Regions from separate parts of the Mus musculus genome. Here all the other regions are linked to region 2. Evidence: chromatin contacts called from public ChIA-PET, Hi-C and HiChIP or PLAC-seq data. All regions are on one chromosome and are shown on one strand. The core of a region is the stretch at or near the end of the contact, and the rest is flanking DNA. Distances in the headings are between cores, read along the strand shown. Region 1 overlaps Reep1 (receptor accessory protein 1). Region 2 has its middle 14 kb from the start of Gm1070. Region 3 overlaps Reep1 (receptor accessory protein 1). Region 4 has its middle 10 kb from the start of Gm30331.

Region 1 (2,700 bases), core at 107-2,606, 450 kb after region 2:
CTTTATCCTGCATATTATTCATACAAGGCTGTGAAGTCCAAGGACATTAAAGAATATGTAAGTGAAGCCGCTCACTGGGGGCGGGTGGCTCAGCGTGAATGGTGGAGGAACTTGTCCCTTAGTCTGGGTCTGTGGCAGAAGGGAACCTATCACCCTTCTCATGTGACTCCTCAGAAGTCCTGTCCCCATCCAAAGCTGTCCCCTGTCCAGACCCTAAGTATCAAAGTGAGGAAAGCAGCGAACTGTAAGGAGAAACTGAATCTGGGACTCGGGGTCAGGTGCCATGGTGACTTCATCTCTCTGGCCAGTTCCCTCACCCGGGGAACTGCAGACCACAGACCACAGACCACCTTCTTCCCCCAGAGACGGCACACAGGTTTGAGAAGCCATGTGACCTGGGTTATTACCTGGCTCGCTGGTTCTGACCCGCTTCCAGTCTGTCCTCCGACACCAGTTTTAGCCTGGTTGACGTGTCAGCTCTTTGAGGGTGGGGGTGTTCCTAATCAGCTCTCTGCAGCACTTGGCAGAGAGCTGAGCCCATGGCAATGGAAAAGCAAAATCTTTTAAAGTATGAATGGATTAATTCAGAGCTAGCTTGAAAGTCATTATTTTCGTGGATTTCCCAAGAAGTCTTTATGATGAACACCTCCAGTTCAGCTGCAACCAAAGCCCAGCCCCCTTGCTCCCTGTTCCCAGAACCACTTACTTCAGCTGCTCCTAACAGGGGACCCAGAGTGGGTGACTTCTGGAGGCCCATCCCTGGTATGTGTGAGGACAGCCCTGTGCCCATGCTATAAATAGCCAAAAAGCTGCAAACACAGAGGCTCCCAGTTCTCAACTGACACAGCCCAGGCTAAAGCAATAGGCAGCTTCTTCTTCCAGTGCTTCCCCCTCCCGAGCCCTCCCCACCTGTGGTACTCAGCAGCTGGGCCTGGGAGGGAGGCCTTACTGAGGTCTCTGTAATTCAAGGCTGATCCGCTCCAGGGCAGGGGCTGAGCACGCTTGCTCGCAGGCAGCTGGGCGAGATCAAACCCTGGTAAATCGTTCTGTGCTGACTCAGCTCACAGGAGCCTGGTGTATGGCCAGAGTGGCAGCTCATTCATTTTGAGTGAGACCTAACTGACAAGTAGAACAGCTGTCTGTTGGCTGGGGTGTGCACACTTCCCCATGGGGGAGCTTGGCAGTTAAGGTTAGAAGGTTTCTGGGTAAAACTGGCTTTGGGAGATGGGAGCTGAGGAGAATCAGGGGAGACTTGCCTCCTCCTGCTGCCCCTCACACACGCACACTGTCACATATGTTCAGTGCGTACTCTCAAAGCCCCCACTCTAGCATGCTCAGTGCCATATCACATGTGCACTCACACGGTTCATGTTTCCTTCTTGTGGTCTGTTTGATTTTATTTCTGTTGCTGTGATGAAATGCTCGGACTAGGGGCTGGAGAGATGGTTCAGTGGTAAGAGCACTTGCTGTTTTTCCAGAGGACCTGAATTAAGTGGCTCTCAACACCTGTTACTCCAATTCTAGGGCATCTGATGCCCTTTTCTGCTCTCTGAAAGCACCTAAACACACATTACTACACACTCACGCACACACACACACACACACACACACTCACACGCAGAGAGAGAGAGCAAGGCACAGAGACACAGACAGACAGACAGGAATTAAAAAAATAAAAAGAAATCTTAAAACTTTAAATAAGGAAACACTTTGACCAAAAGCAACTTTGGGGAAGAAAAGAAGTTGGCTTAAACGTCTAGATGACTCCATCACTGATGATCTCCATCACTGAGAGAAGCAAGGGCAAGAACTCAAGCAGGATCTTAAAGGCAGGCTGCTTGCTAGTCATGCAGGAGTGCCTCTAACATAGAAATTCACTCACAGCCAAGGAAGTCTAGCAGAACCATGGCAAATGCTGTTTTGATGGCTCACTTGGGCTCATGGTCAGCTAACTTCCTTATACCACCTAGTACCACCTGCCCAGGGATTGGCGCTGCCCACAGTGGGCAGATCCCTCCCATATCAATTAACAATCAAGACAGTCTCTCATAGGCATGGCCACAGGTCAATTTGATCTAGGGAATTATTTTTCTTTTTTTCTTTCTTTTTTATTCTTCTCTCATATATTACACCCTGCCTGCAGTTTCTCTCCCCCCCCCCCCACCCACCTTCCCCTTTCTCCATGATCAACCCCCTTCCACCTCCCCTCAGAAAAGACCAGGCAGGCCTCCCAGGGACATCAACCAAACACTGGATAACAAGCTACAGTAAGACCCAGCAACAGTGAGGCCCGGCATGTACCATCATCAAGGCTGGACAAGGCAACCCAGCAGGAGGAAAGGAGTTGACAAAAGAGTCAGGAACAGCCCCTGCTCCCAATGTTAAGATTCCCACAAAAAAACACATCCGTAGCACATAAGTAGAGGACCTAGGTCAGACCCATACAGGTTCCCTGCTCTCTTAAGTTCCCATGAGTCCCAGTCAGTTGATTCTGTGGGCTGTGTGTCCCTGACCCGTCTGGCTCCTCTGATCCTTCCTCCTGCTCCTCTGCAGGGCTCCCTGGGCTGCCCAATGGTTGGCTGTAGGACTCTGCACCTGTCCCCATCAGTTGCTGGATGAACTCTCTCCGGACTCTTTGATGTTTGTTTTGTTAGGCTCTGGTCCCAGAACACGCTGCAGGCAGGACAAGCTATAGGTTGA
Region 2 (2,700 bases), core at 51-2,550:
ACTCATATGCATTAAATAAATAAATAAACCGAGAGAGAGAGAGAGAGAGAGAGAGAGAGAGAGAGAGAGAGAGAGAGAAGCCAAAGAAATGAGAGGTAACTGTCAGATCCTTTTGGTGGGTTATTCATTCATGGTAATGATGATTCTTGCATCACTTAATCATTTGAAAAACTGAAATGATCAAATATTTACCAATCAGCTAATTTTCCATTGTTCTGTCCCCACCTTAGAAGGTAGAGCCTTTGAAACAGCCTGGTCCAGACTTGCTTTTGTTTCTGATTGCTTTGGTCCTTCTCTGTCTAGAAAGCTGGTCTCCTTAGCTCAGCTCTTAGGAAGACTGATTCTGTTTTATGAACTGTACTCTTGCCCTATTCTAGAATAGAAAAGAAACCAGCTAAGATCTTTAGACTAGTGCAGGCATAGTGATGCATGTCTGTAATCCCAGCACTTGGGAGGAACAGGCAGGAGGATCATGAGTTCAAAGTCACCCGCAGACATGTAGTCAGTTGAAGGACAGCCTAGGATGCATGAGATGGTCTCAAAGGAAAAACGAATCTTAATTTATTATTTTTCTTTTCCCATTGTGTGTGTGTATGTATGTGTGTATGTATGTATGTATGTTTGTGTGTATACATGTGTGTGTGTCTGCACACACATCCATGTGTTTGGGCACAGATTGAGGCATATGCATGTGGAAGTCTGAGGCTAATATCAGGAGTCATCTTGGATTATTCATTCACATTATTCATTGAGACAGGGAGTCTCAATCAAACCCAGAGCTCACTGATGTAGCTAGTCTTGCTAGCCAGATTACTCTCCAATGAGATCAGATCCCATGTCTCCATGACTATTCTGGCATTGAAGGTGAACAGTCACACCCACTAGGCATTATACACAGTCAGAGGATCTGAACTCTGGTCCACACATGCATGAGGCAAGTGTTTTAAAGACTGAGCCACCTCCCCAGTACTCCACTAAAACCTTCAAATTATTGTAACGCTGTACAAATTGTCCAATTTTTCTTAGTGCCTTTTTATTATTTGTCTATCCCACAAAGACTGTATACTCCCTGTAGACAGGAATGGCACTGCCTGGAATGTATGGGGCCTGGAATAGCAGAACACGTGCCCCATAACCACACGTGCTGCCACGCATGGGGTAGAACACAGAATGCTACACAGTGAGCCAATGTCCAGAGCAGGTGCAGGTTTCTGTCTCACAAACAGGCACAGGGCACGATACAGCTGCTGCTCAAACAAGGGTGTGGATGGTGGTTAGCGGCTAACATCCTCTCTCCTTGCTAGGTTAGAGCAAAGAGCTAAGACCGACGGCAAAGCAGAGATGAAGGCATATAGCACAGCACAAAGTCTTTCAGAACATGAGTTGATTTTAGATCAACCGCTCAGAGTATTTCGAACTGTGAGAAATAACCTCATACACACATTACATATGTATTATTACTGTGGATGTTTTGCTATATAGATAGAAATTATGTTGCTAGAGATGGATGGCATTGGTGTGGAAAGGGAGATAAATGGAGATGATGTAACTCAGATAGATACATTTTCTACACTACCACCTGCAACACAGATATCTCCTTCCCTCTTGTCCTGCACATGTGTGGAGAAGGAAAGATCAAACTGGATGGTAGAGTTTATGTAAAACACATCCAGGGGACAGATTTGTGCTGGAATATGTACACAATAAATGCAAAAAATGTTTGGTGAATAAGAATGGAGAGGTGGCTCAGCAGCCAAGAGCACTGGCTCATCTTGCAGAGGACTCTGGGTCTGTTCTCTTTTCTTTTTTAAAGATGTATTTCTCTCTTATTACATGTAAGTACACTGTAGCTGTCTTCAGACCCTCCAGAAGAAGGCATCAGATCTCATTATGGATGGTTGTGAGCCACCATGTGGTTGCTGGGATTTGAACTCAGAAGCAGTCGGTGCTCTTTACTGCTTCAGCCCAGGACTCTGGGTCTGTTTCCTAGAACCCACATGGTGACTCAAAACTGTCTGCAAGTCCAGTTCCACGGGAACTAACACCTTCTTCTTAACTCTGAGAGCACTGCTCACACTGTGTGTATTCTTCCATATGCTTGCTCTACTATTCAACTAGGATCCAGCCCTGGCCAAGATTGTTAGAATGCTTCAATGTGACTGAAAGGGGGTGGACGAGATATTCAACAGGCAAAGACCCTTAAAACACACACACACACACACACACACACACACACACACACACACCACACACAGAGAGAGAGAGAGAGAGAGAGAGAGGATCTTATTTGAATATTTCCTTTCTCTCTTATTTATTTATTTATTTATTTATTTTTATTGCATTATCTGTTTATTTGTGTGAGTTTGTATGTGGCACATGTGGAGGTCAGAAGACAACTTCTAGCTTATAGGTTCCAGGGATTAGATTCAGGCAATCCAGTTTAGTAGCAAGCATCTCTACCCACTGAGCTATCTTGTCAGATCTCTCTCTCTCTCTCTCTCTCTCTCTCTCTCTCTCTCTCTTTCTCTCTCCCTCCCTCCCTCCCACCTCCCTCCCTCTCTTCTTTCTTCTGAAACGGGTCCCACCATGTAGCTCAGACTGGCTTGAAACTTGTAAAAATCCCTGTCTCAACCTCCTGAATGTTGGGATCGAAGGTTAAGTTACCATGTCTGGCTGAATAATTTGTTTTAATAAGAGGTT
Region 3 (2,700 bases), core at 106-2,605, 490 kb after region 2:
TGCTGCTCCTTCATCATTGTCTGAGGAATCAAGGTGTTGGGTGCTATACCTGGGTCAAGTCTGGAGCAGGAACAAGTCTGGGCCTTGGGAGTCCTTTCTATTCTCCTTAGCCCCACACTCAGGTCTCATGACCCCCTTCTCCCACTCCCCAGGCCTGGTGACACTGTGGGCCTCCCCTCTCCCCGAGTAGTTCCTCTCCTCACTCTGCACTGTCTCCAGTTCATCTCCGACCACCTACTCCCTAAGCGTGCTCACATCTGCGACTACCAAGGACCACACTGGGCCTGAGGTTCCTGGGGAGGCCAAGTCCTTTCAATAACTGGAAATCGACCTCTCATGGTTAAGCACTTGGCAGGAGACTGCCCATATGGGGCTTAACCCTGTTTAATGTGTGGGATCTTGGGCCTGTCTTCAGAGGTCTCAAAAGGTTTGCGTGAAACCCAGCTGTGTAGGTTGAGGTGTGAATCCAGTATCTAATCTATCCATATGGACTTGGAGCTTCTGGGGGGGGGGTGTCAGTGTATGGACGGGACGCTGTCAGTTTCCAAGATGGACTCTTAGAAGATGACAGTTACTCGGGAGCAGAGCCAAAGCTGTTGATAGAAAATGGTGGACAGCAGGACGTGTGGAGGAGGTGCCAAGTCATCACCTTTACCCTCCTTGTAAAAAAGAACTAGGATTTGGGCTGTTTTGGAATATGTATTATGTACCCAGTGTCTTTCCTGCCCTTAAACATGCAGACCAGGACCTCCAGGGCACTCGGACCCTTATTGTGTACTGTAAGAGGCACCTCCAAAGGCTCTTGGGCTCTGAGGGCTTGCACATGGCGTGGACCATCAACCCTGCTTGGTACCCCTCAGCTTCCTCTCTACTCAGGACCTGCACCACCCCTAGGTTTGAAGGTCGTATATTTTAAGTGGGAGATGTTTACCCCCTAGAAGCAGGGTTGCAGGACTGGAGAGGAGGAACGTTGGCTATGAGGATTCAATTGGAATAAGCAGTCAGAGTGCTCAGGGCTGTCCATGCCTGGTGTCAGTAAGCAGTAAGTAAAGTAACCACTGTTGTAAACCCTGTTATGTCTTCATCTCATTCAAGAAATCACTTTAGAATCCTGAAAGGGTTCAGGAGACACAAGGGCTTCTCTCTCTGTGAGGCAGTGTGAGCCCTGATTCTGGAATGGCCCACACCAAAGTTGAAAGGGCAGGCAGGGAGTCCTGCTTTGGCTAGGACGTGAACCCAGATAGCCCTGCAAACCTGTCCCTTTAAGAGTCTATTTTTGCCATACAGGAGAGAACCAAGTAGAGGCTGCAGGCACAGAGAGGTCACGCACTCTGCCAAGGCCACACAGGACCAGAACCTGGGCCTCCTGCCCAGACCTCCTCTTGTTAGACTTTTCAGGTCAGGGCTCAGAATGAACTGAGAGGAGCTTGGCGGCATCTCAGAGGTGATGTGGATGTCTCTGAGGCCGGAAGCGGCTTCCAGCCCAGCCATGGACAGGGAAGGTTGGGGGTGCTTTGTTTTGATGCTGGCAGAGGGGGGGAGATCCTTTGCCACCCTGAGACCTCCCTTAAGAGAGGGAGGTGCTGGCCTGTGATGGGGAGGCCAGGGAAGGTAGCACTCTCCCCAGCTGCTCTGAGCCTAAATCAAAAGTCACCTCAGACAGAAAGATGAGAGCCCACTTCCTCCCCTCTGCTCTGTGTGCCACCAGCCTCAGAACTTTTCTCAGAAAGATGCCTAAGTCACAGCAGAGTATCTGACCTTGTGCAGCTCCCTGTCCCTTCAGCTTTCTCTGGAGGAATGGCCCCACCGTGTCCTAGACATCTTGTGTCTTGGGATTGTGAGGGGAACGAGAGAGAAGAAAATAAAGACCATTTTCAGACTTCTAATGGGAGACAGGAGCTGAGACAACTCAGGTTGAGGTAGATAGATAGATAGATAGATAGATAGATAGATAGATAGATAGATAGATAGATAGATAGAGGTAGATAGATAGATAGATAGATAGATAGATAGATAGATAGATAGATAGATAGATAGATAGGTAGATAGATAGGTAGGTAGGTAGGTAGGTAGGTAGATAGATAGATAGATAGATAGATGAAAGCCTGGGGGAGGGTTGGGACTGCTCAGCTGGTTACTGCTTACTTTGTAAGCATGAGAACGGAGTTTGGATCCCCAGAGTCTGTGTAAAAGCCTGGCGCTGTAGCATGAGCCTGTAACGCCAGGGTACTGACTGGAGGGTACTGACACGAAGATCCTGAGACTTCGTCCAGGTTGATGAGCCAGTGAACCCCAAGTTCAGTGAGAGCTCCTTTCTCAAAAAAATAAAGTGGCAAGCAAGACAAAAAAACCAACATCAAGCTCTCACCTCTACACGCACAAGCCGGGGTGGGCTCACCTCCCACACACACACACACGCACACACATATATACACACAACAATACACATATTATACAAAAGAATATAGAGTTTGCAAGAGCACAGTTAAGCAAAGGAATGTGTGTAGATGTTGGAGTTCATGCTCCTTGAGGAAGGGGAGTTAGTGAAGTGCTGGATAAAAGCAGTGGCATGTATGGGTCCAGGAAACAGAGGATGGTCTGAAGAGAACCAGGGACATGAGCGTTCGGCCCTGTGCATCCCAAGGAAAGAAATAAAGGTCGGGCAGTGGTGGCACATGCCTTTAATCCCAGCACTTGGGA
Region 4 (2,700 bases), core at 138-2,637, 480 kb before region 2:
TATACAGAAAAGCAGTTATAGAGTTCTCCTTCAGCCACCAAAGAAAAATTATAAACAAACGGCAACAACCTCAAAAAGAGGCTAAAGCTGTAGCTCAGTTGACAGAGTGCTTGCCTAACAGGCCTGAAACCTTGGGTTCAATTCCCAGCACCCCGTTAACCAGGCATGGCGGCACACACCTGTAATTCTAGCACTGGAGAGGTGGAGATGGGAAAGGACCAAAGCAGAAAAATGGGAGTCCCACACCCTCAACACACACTGAGAAACAGCCAAAAGCTTGCGTAGAATGAAGTGGGCAGGGTTGGTGGGGAGCTTTATTAGCTGTGAATACCAGCAGTCGCTCCTCCACTGGCCTCGTCCCAGAGAGATTTTTCTCTCCCACCAAGGAACCCTCACCTGCCTTTGACATCTTCCTTTGACATCTGCCTGCCTGGCCGAGCAGCTCCCGTGGTACCAGGAAAGCATTCCCTGTTGTCAGGAATGTGGGAGGCCAGTGTTGTGTATGAAAATACCCGTCTTTTCAGGTCTAAAGGTAGAGTTTTCCTACTAAACAGCGGTTCCCAACCTCCAAACTAGCGGAAGAGAGGTGAGGATCAAGGAAGTGGCCAGGGGGAGGGGGCATATACCACCTTCAGCCTCTGGGATCTCACTGTCCCAGCTCTGCTAGTCCCCCTTTGGATAAACTAGAAAATAATGCAGAGTTCTCTAGCCCCACCCAGGAACAACAGCCACAGCCCCGCCTCAGGCATTCCAGAAAAACACAACTCAGGCTAGGTCAGATGAATAGGACAGAAGCGGAGCTTCAGGGTCAGGTGACTGTCACCGTGCGGAGAACGCAGCTCCTCAGCCAATCAGAATGGATGAGCAGCGCACAGTTCCTGCTTCTGAGCCAGCAGAAAGTCGCCTTTGCAGCGGCAACGGGAACCCAGGAGCTGCAGACTGATAACCACAGCAAGGTGTGGGGATATGTGAACAAGATCAGTGCAAAGTACGGCCTGTGTTTCTCTACACAGGACAGAGGTTGTCTGCGTCAGTTCAGTTTTCTCTCTGATCGTGGTTGTCGCCGAGGTGCTGAGTGTGGGGACTGACCATACTGTTTTTTCCTGGAGACTCTATACTCAGTGTTAGAGAAGGGTGGAGGCCCCGGATCCTCATTTCAGAACAAGTCCAGGCAAATACCGTTCATGTTAGTCATGCATTTATTTAACTGTCATTTACAGCATCGAATGTTTAATAAGTGTATACTAAGTGACAGGTGGTAGCTGAGGACCTGGAGCCCCCATGTCATCTACCTGTTCATCTTCCTGAAACAGGATGTGGGCTATGCCACAAGACAACTCTGACGCAAAGAGAGGTTTGATCCCTCGTACCACATAAACCAGGTGTGATGGTGCAGGCTGTAATCCCAGCTCTCAGGAGGTGGAAGCATAAAGATCAGAAGTTCAAGGAAACCAACAGCTATAGTCAGCCTGGGTATGTGTGTGTGTGTGTGTGTGTGTGTGTGTGTGTGTGTGTGTGTGTGTGTGTGTGTAGATTGTCATTTTCTTTTAAAAGAAACACCATATAATATATACCATATATATCATTATATATATATATATATATATATTGAGCCCAGGTTCCCTGGAAGAGCAGCCAGTGCTCTTAACCACTGAGCCATTTCTTCAGCCCTGGTATTTGACATAGTCATCCTCCCACTGTTTCTCTATAGGAAGATACCCCTCTTCTACCTTCTGTATGTGGTCATGAGAGGACTGTGACCAAGCCCTGCCCCCTTCAAAATATACCCATAACCCAAAAGCTAGGTCCATTCCTCTCTCTGGGGAATTTCTGTTCACGGGTGTGACATTAGTGCCTGTTCAGTTCCCCAAAGGCTATTATGCTGGTAGGAAAGCATGCAAGCGGGTGAGATCACAATGTCAGATGAGAGCCAGAAGGCCAGACGGTACTCAGGGGTTCAGGCTGAGACTTCTGTAACAATTCACTCTTGTGGGAGATAATTCTCTTATTCTTGTCTGAGGGTGGTGCCCATGATGACTCGGGGCTGGAGAGCTGGAGCAGCGGAGCCCTGGCTGCTCTTCGAGAGAGAAGACCTGGGTTTGATTCCCAGCACCCACATGAAGGCTCACAACTATTTACAACTCCATTTCCTGGGGATCTGTTGCTTCTGGCCTCTTCAGGCATGGCATGCATACAGTACACACACCTGCACTCGGGCGCACACACACAAAGAGAGAAAATAAAAATAAATAAATACATATTTTTAGAAAACCTCCTACCAAGCCCACCTCTTCAAATTCCCACCATTTCAATAGCAGTATACGATGGGTCAGGCTTCCAACCTAGGAATCCTCAAGAAAGTACCTTATATCCAGACCATGGTGTGTTCCCTTTAATTCTGTGAGGTACTTATATTCTTGCAATAGTCTTAAATTTTTTTCTCTAAAAGTTGTAAGAGTTGGTTTGTATGGCTTGTCACAGAAGAGCTTTGACTAATGTTCCTTGAAGCCTTACAGAAAACTATCCCAGAATAGTGTAACTACTACCAGCCACAAAACTAGGACCCCACCACCACCACCACCACTGAAAGAAAATTCTATTGTCCCTTGATTGCAGTCACCTCCTCCGGTTTGCAAAAGGCATGGAGGACTCTGACAGGATAGTGCTTGTGTCATCTTGAAAGCATTAGGAAGCACCTAG

Evidence for each region. A called contact is a pair of places that touch in the nucleus more often than the background predicts. ChIA-PET counts read pairs in DNA pulled down with a chosen protein or histone mark. HiChIP or PLAC-seq counts read pairs in DNA pulled down with a chosen protein or histone mark.
Region 1: a contact with region 2 is called in an H3K27ac HiChIP or PLAC-seq map of double positive thymocytes, with 3 times the contacts expected there. The contact joins two enhancer-like sites. A contact is called at or near these places in 4 of 39 promoter capture datasets (3T3-L1-derived adipocytes, cranial neural crest, liver and 1 more), 5 of 115 datasets of contacts at active chromatin or transcription factors (double positive thymocytes and embryonic stem cells) and 1 of 9 other capture datasets (embryonic stem cells).
Region 3: a contact with region 2 is called in a Hi-C map of the P5424 cell line, with 2.5 times the contacts expected there. The contact joins two enhancer-like sites. A contact is called at or near these places in 16 of 39 promoter capture datasets (the 3T3-L1 cell line, 3T3-L1-derived adipocytes, the C10 cell line and 9 more), 6 of 15 datasets of contacts at CTCF or cohesin (embryonic stem cells, large pre-B cells, pro-B cells and 1 more), 97 of 484 Hi-C or Micro-C datasets (the AML12 cell line, the AtT-20 cell line, B cells and 49 more), 11 of 115 datasets of contacts at active chromatin or transcription factors (astrocytes, bone marrow-derived dendritic cells, double positive thymocytes and 3 more) and 1 of 9 other capture datasets (embryonic stem cells).
Region 4: a contact with region 2 is called in an RNA polymerase II ChIA-PET map of memory CD8 T cells, with 7 read pairs. The contact joins two enhancer-like sites. A contact is called at or near these places in 1 of 39 promoter capture datasets (embryonic stem cells) and 1 of 115 datasets of contacts at active chromatin or transcription factors (memory CD8 T cells).

The regions. Positions count from the first base shown.
Region 1 is chr6:71,756,380-71,759,079 of GRCm38.p6, forward strand. Reep1 (receptor accessory protein 1) reads left to right here. Exons shown (of 7, transcript NM_178608.4): 2 at 1-57. Among named protein-coding and RNA genes, the nearest start is that of Reep1, 50 kb to the left of the region's middle. Within about 2 kb of position 1,357, at least 136 of the 459 cell types and tissues checked have an H3K27ac peak or open chromatin away from gene starts, as enhancers often do. A contact at or near this core is called in double positive thymocytes, where this site is marked.
Region 2 is chr6:71,306,476-71,309,175 of GRCm38.p6, forward strand. No RefSeq gene overlaps it. Among named protein-coding and RNA genes, the nearest start is that of Gm1070, 14 kb to the left of the region's middle. Within about 2 kb of position 1,301, at least 20 of the 459 cell types and tissues checked have an H3K27ac peak or open chromatin away from gene starts, as enhancers often do. A contact at or near this core is called in the P5424 cell line, double positive thymocytes and memory CD8 T cells, where this site is marked.
Region 3 is chr6:71,795,531-71,798,230 of GRCm38.p6, forward strand. The region is part of intron 6 of Reep1 (receptor accessory protein 1); the gene reads left to right. Among named protein-coding and RNA genes, the nearest start is that of Mrpl35, 27 kb to the right of the region's middle. Within about 2 kb of position 1,356, at least 4 of the 459 cell types and tissues checked have an H3K27ac peak or open chromatin away from gene starts, as enhancers often do. A contact at or near this core is called in the P5424 cell line, where this site is marked.
Region 4 is chr6:70,823,829-70,826,528 of GRCm38.p6, forward strand. No RefSeq gene overlaps it. Among named protein-coding and RNA genes, the nearest start is that of Gm30331, 10 kb to the left of the region's middle. Within about 2 kb of position 1,388, at least 344 of the 459 cell types and tissues checked have an H3K27ac peak or open chromatin away from gene starts, as enhancers often do. A contact at or near this core is called in memory CD8 T cells, where this site is marked.